2 separate regions of the Dromaius novaehollandiae genome follow, and region 1 is linked to region 2. A link is a contact called in public Hi-C data. All regions are on one chromosome and are shown on one strand. Each heading gives the region's core, a stretch centred on a gene start, on an enhancer-like site or on the middle of the called end of the contact. The rest is flanking DNA. Distances are from core to core; before and after follow the strand shown. Region 1 has its middle 320 kb from the start of FLRT2. Region 2 holds the start of FLRT2 (fibronectin leucine rich transmembrane protein 2).

Evidence for each region. Hi-C and Micro-C count contacts between places; a contact is called where the count stands out from the background.
Region 1: a Hi-C map of liver shows a contact between it and region 2, with 5 times the contacts expected there. The contact joins the enhancer-like site here to the promoter of FLRT2 in region 2. A contact is called at or near these places in 3 of 4 Hi-C or Micro-C datasets (brain, liver and ovary).

Annotation. Positions count from the first base shown.
Region 1 is chr5:22,501,546-22,504,245 of bDroNov1.hap1, reverse strand. No RefSeq gene overlaps it. Among named protein-coding and RNA genes, the nearest start is that of FLRT2, 320 kb to the right of the region's middle. Within about 2 kb of position 1,270, at least 1 of the 2 cell types and tissues checked has open chromatin away from gene starts, as enhancers often do.
Region 2 is chr5:22,176,758-22,179,457 of bDroNov1.hap1, reverse strand. It overlaps FLRT2 (fibronectin leucine rich transmembrane protein 2), which reads left to right and starts at 1,384. Exons shown (of 3, transcript XM_064512222.1): 1 at 1,384-2,700.

The DNA of each region.
Region 1 (2,700 bases), core at 21-2,520, 320 kb before region 2:
ATTAATAAATGCATATATTCACTCTGCCCAAGTTGTCAATAAAATCATTATTCCTTTTGTCTCCCTAATGATCTGCTTCTATTTATGATATTAATTATTATAAATAAACCGTGCCAAGTAGGGTTTAGTCACATGGAAATTAAAGAGACAAAGTGAATATTCTTTTCAGAATATGTGAGTAAGTTCATTTAGATTGAACAAGGCATCAAGATTTCAAACTTGGCAGTCATTATAATCTGCAATTTGTGCAGTGAATAAGGCATTGATTTTACTTCATATTTAAATATTTCTGGAAATCCAGTCCAGTAAATCAGCTTGAAAATTTTTCCTCTGCTTACAATATTGACCCTATTTCCTTGCATAAACCAAGTGGGGAAGTTTGTGTTCCTTTCCCTTCCTGTCTCCCCTCACCGCCAGTGGATACGGAGGAAAAGACATATGGAAGAATCCTATTTACAAATAATCACACAAGGGACAATAGCAACAAGGCATGAATAAGTGAAGCCCTTAAGCCATTTTGAGTTCCATTAGTCTTCTAGGCGAAGATTTTCAAAAGACACCAAGGCTGTTGATACCAATATCATATGAAAAGTCAATGAGGTTTGAGTCCCTTTAGGCTTCTTTGAAAATGCCTCTCAATTTTTGCTTTAGTATCAAGATACAAGGAGAACTAAAGAAACATACATTTCAGTGCCTAGACCTTGTGTTTGAAGAGAGAGCTACTCCACTGAGTGCAAATTCCCAGTAGCAATCCTTCAGCATGTATGCTTTATTGTAGTTAAAATACAAATCTCTCCCCTTCATTTTAATGAAAATCAAAGCTGAATCATACAAATTATCACAGCCTGCAGGAAAAAAAAGCTCTAATAATCCCACATATTACATTGGTTTGCAAGGGTGATTTCTATGGTTGATGTGTTTTAAACTCTTTCTTATGTACATATTTCTGGACTACTTGTTACAGGAAACTTATGCTTTTTCCTACCTGACTTTTATTAATCCTCTTTATTTTCTTGTTTCTTTTTCTCCTTTGTCTTAGTGATTAGCTCTTTAGTATCATTACTCAGAGCAATACTAAACAGCAGCAATAAGAGAGCAGGCATCCTTCTCAGTGGTGCACATGTCTGTTTAATGGTGCAAGTTCACACTAATTCCCTTCCCTGGGTTTTTATCTTCCTTTAGGGGGTAACAATTCCAGAGGCTTAACTCTGTCTGGGTTGCTGAAAGTTGAAGTGAACTGCTGATGGCTGTGGCTGAGCTTTCTTCACTCACAGGCAAGCCTTTGCAATTAAATCATAGCCTTACTTGACAAAAGCAACATGTTCCAGAAAGCAGCTGTTGAATTGAGGAAAACGGGGAGGTTTGGGTGGTAGCTGCTCTATTTATTTTTGGTTTGTGGACTTGAGTGATTCCTTCCTGTAAGGACAGAAACAGAGCAATAAAGAGCAAGGCTTGGACAAGACACTGAAGGACATCAATAAATTTCTGCTAACAGCTTTGCCCTTTGTACGCATTTGTCTTTATTGACTTTTCCCTTTTTAACCTGCAGTTATGTTTGATTGCCCATCTGTTGAGCTAGTCCCGCCACTGAAGGGTGAAACAAAATGCTTCTAGTACCCCCACAAAATATGGCACAGTAGATTGCAAGAAAGTACTTGGAAATTCATTTAATGTCCTTTATGTGAATACTCCCTTTAGTAACAATGGCTGAATTATTGGACTCAGGATACTTCTAAGTACCTGGCTCAGATGTGCACTCCAGTTTACTGTGACTCCACAGTGAAACTTGAGTATGCATCAGCCATTGCTGACACTTTTGCATTAAGACTATATAGCTGTATGGAATTTTTTTTCCACCCTCAAGTCATTACTTTATGTCCAGAAATTGTTTACTTCTGGCAAAAGAAGAAATGCATAAAGGAATCAGGTATTTCTTCCATGCATTGGTGTTCACTTACAAAGAATGATTAAAAAATATTCTGTGAAGATAAAAAACAGCCAGACTAGTTTCTTCATTCCCTTTTATACATCACTTTATGCAAAACTTTTCTCATCTATTTACCACTCAGTCACACTGTAGGAGTTTTCCTGGCTGTGTTTGGTGACTTTTGTTCATTATCTGTACATTTCTGTGAACTTTTAAATGCTTTATTTATTTAAATAGGGTAAGTGTTCTGCAGCAGGCTCCATCAAACATCTTGGGTCATGTGGTACAACCACTATTTGAGATTTCACATGTGCCTGGGTTTTGGTTAATGGTGCCTACTGTTTCAGCTATGTGGTGTTATGGAGGAGCTTGATTATTCCTTACACTTATCTTACACTGAAGACAGTGGCTATGACTGTTAAGTTCAATACGGTTTTTCACAGCTTCTAAGCATAACTAAAGCATGTGTTTTAGTCAAACACTATTTATTAGGATCAGAGCAGAATAAATTGTATGGAGAATTCATGGCTGAAATTCTATGCTCTGCATTATATAGGAACTTAGACTAGATGACTTGTAGGCCCTTTTTGGCCCTAAAATCTATAGATTAGAAAAAATAGCTCTCACAGAGTACTGAAATAACTGTTTCATTTTTCATCCAAGGCCTCATGATCTGATATGAAAAAAGTGTCCCAAAAGGAGTAAGTAGTTGACATAAAATTAATATAATGCTGTATCCTATGTATTATTTGAAATTATATTTCTGAAAGTGT
Region 2 (2,700 bases), core at 135-2,634:
CACAATAGAAGTGAGAGCTCAGAGAAAATATGTTGAGTGTGGGTTTTTTCCCTAGTCTAGTGTAGTTCTAGTCAAAGTAATTCATTTGTTTTAAGTTGCCATAGAACACATTTAACTCTTCATCTTTTCTAGAATTCAAAATAGAATATAATCATGACTGAAAAACTATTGGTCTGTCATCACATATGCTTTTGTGTCCGTTAAATACAGCCAGGAAATAAGCTAGACAAAATCAATCTAAGATCAAGATTTTCTAAAGTTCCTTGTCCCTATCCTTCCCCTTCCCTTCCCTTCCCTTCCCTTCCCTTCCCAATTTTACCAAAAATTTGGTGAAGAATTCATATTGTAATTTTTCATTCTGTCTACTGTGTGAATTTAAGGCCTAATCCAAAGTCTGTTGACACAAATAGAAATTATTCAGTATGCTTTAGACCAGCCTTCCAGTTACAGAAATACTTCTAGCTCCTTCTACCCTGTCTCTTGCAAGCTGCATATATCGTTCTAACAATACAGCTGAAAAAAAGACATTTGTGATGAAAGGTCGCTTTTATTTTTGTGATTTTTTTAATGTTATACTATTTCACATTCTCTTACAATAATTGAGGTTGTATTATGGATCACTGGACCATCACTCCAGGCTAGCCATCTTGTATGATCACAGACAATTTAAAGAGAATATATTTCTATATTCTCCTTTCAGTTTACGGGCTTTCAACCATGCAAAGCAGTTTGTTAAAAAAAACGCTCCACACATTTATAGTAGAGAAAAAATGTTTAAACTACAAGTAATCAGACTATAGCCAAGATTAATAATTGAAGGGGGGGAGCAGCTTAAACACAACGTGGTGGAGGGAGAAAATGGGGGAAGTTTTGCCAGGCAGTTGTGCTAGCAGCCCTCGGGCAGGCGGCAGCGCGGCTGCGGCGCTGCCGGGCGGCGGAGCGGAGCGCTGGGCTCTGCTGCCCCCTTGGCCGAGCGCGAGGACGTGCAGGCAGCCGCCCGTCCCTCCGCCCGCCGCGGGCTCCGCGCGCAGCCAGCTGCGGGGGCTTCCAGTTTACGAGGTTGCCACTTTGCACGCAAGCGGGACAGTGGAAACGGTAGTCCTGACTGTGTAACCTGAATCGATCAAGCCTAATCACCCTCTCCACTTATGTCATCAGTTATTATAAACAGGACAAGAATAAAGGCTCTTTGGGGGGGGAAGGGGGAGAGGAGGTATTTCTCAGAGGAGGTTTGTCTGCCTTTTCGAAACTTAGAAATGTCGGGGGGGAAGCAAGTAATGTTTTCTGACCATTTGCTTATTACATGATTCTTCTCTGTCTTTGTCCGGTCTTATCTTATACCTTTAATGAAGAGAGAAATCAGATCCCCTTCGTGCGCACCAGCCTGCCTCTGTGTCCTTTCTGCTGTGTGACCATTGCAAGGCTGGGGCTCTGGAAGGAACTCCCTGCAGACCATCCCACATCCAGGCTCCGACTGTCATTCAGCTGCAATTAGAGGTCCCCCCTCTTTATGGAGGCAGAGAAGGGAGCAGAAACAGCATAATTTACTGAAAAAAATATTTATAAATGAATAATAGAAAACCAACGGAGTTCGCTAATGCCTACATCTTCGTGTTACAAGTGCTGACAGCGTCGTCTCTCCATCAGGCGCCAAGCCAGTGGTATTGAGTTTGGAAAGGTTTCGTGCATTTCATTTCATCTTTGGATTGCACATGCTTGCTTTCTCATTTTAAGACTTTTTTCTGCTTCGGAGGAAACATGTTCTGACATGCTGGAGTTTGCTGGTGGTAAATATTTCCTTTGACTACAAAGTGCATCTGTGAAAAAGACTTTCATTTTTTTTCCCCATGGCAATACATTTCTTTCTGGCTTGCTCCTTTCTCTGTTGTTATTGATAACCTGCAAACGACTTGAATCGGAAGGTCTGAGTGAAATAGCACTTTCAGATCTGTACTTTCAGCTGCATCATGCTGAGGAAAGCGCAGAAGCTCTGTGTATGCATGTGCGAGAGATTTTAGAGTGCTGTGTATGACAGTTTGCATACCAGACTCTGACAAAGTAGGGACCACAGGTAAGTCCCCAAGAGATCTCCCTTGCTGTGGGGATTTTTCCAGCCCCTAACCACCGAGGAGAAATATCCAGCTCTCCAACTGCTCCCCAGAGTTGATGCTTCTGATTTGTTTCAATTGAAAATAACCAAGAATAGAAACTGGCACGTAATGAGAAGTCCTCAGCCAAGCAACTGTGTGTGTTGTGATTGCTCTCAAATGAGCACTCCCACACGGGCTGAGGTCTCAGTGCCCATGCGACAGAAAGGCCTGTAAAGGGTTAAGCCGCTGACTTGCTTGCTAGGCAAAGTTTGAGGAAGAATATGTCTAAGGCTCGGTACGCTGCAGCCACACGTTTGAAATCTGTCACCCTCACTTAGGAGCTCTGCATCTCTGGTTGTCAGCAGTGAATAATGATCACACGTCGATAAGATCGCGCTGTGGCGTTGCGCCGGAGTCGCCAGGGGAAGGGCCGAAAGGAAATTACCAGGCGTTTAACCACTTGAGCCGGCCGTTCTTCAGTGTCATCAGTGGGGTGCCAGGGCTAAATGACCGGCTGGACAGCAGCTTGGAAAGCAAATTTCCTTCCTCTTTGCCTTGAGAGCAACCTTGGGTGATGGTTAGCATTGGCAGCTATGGAAAAAAGAGACCT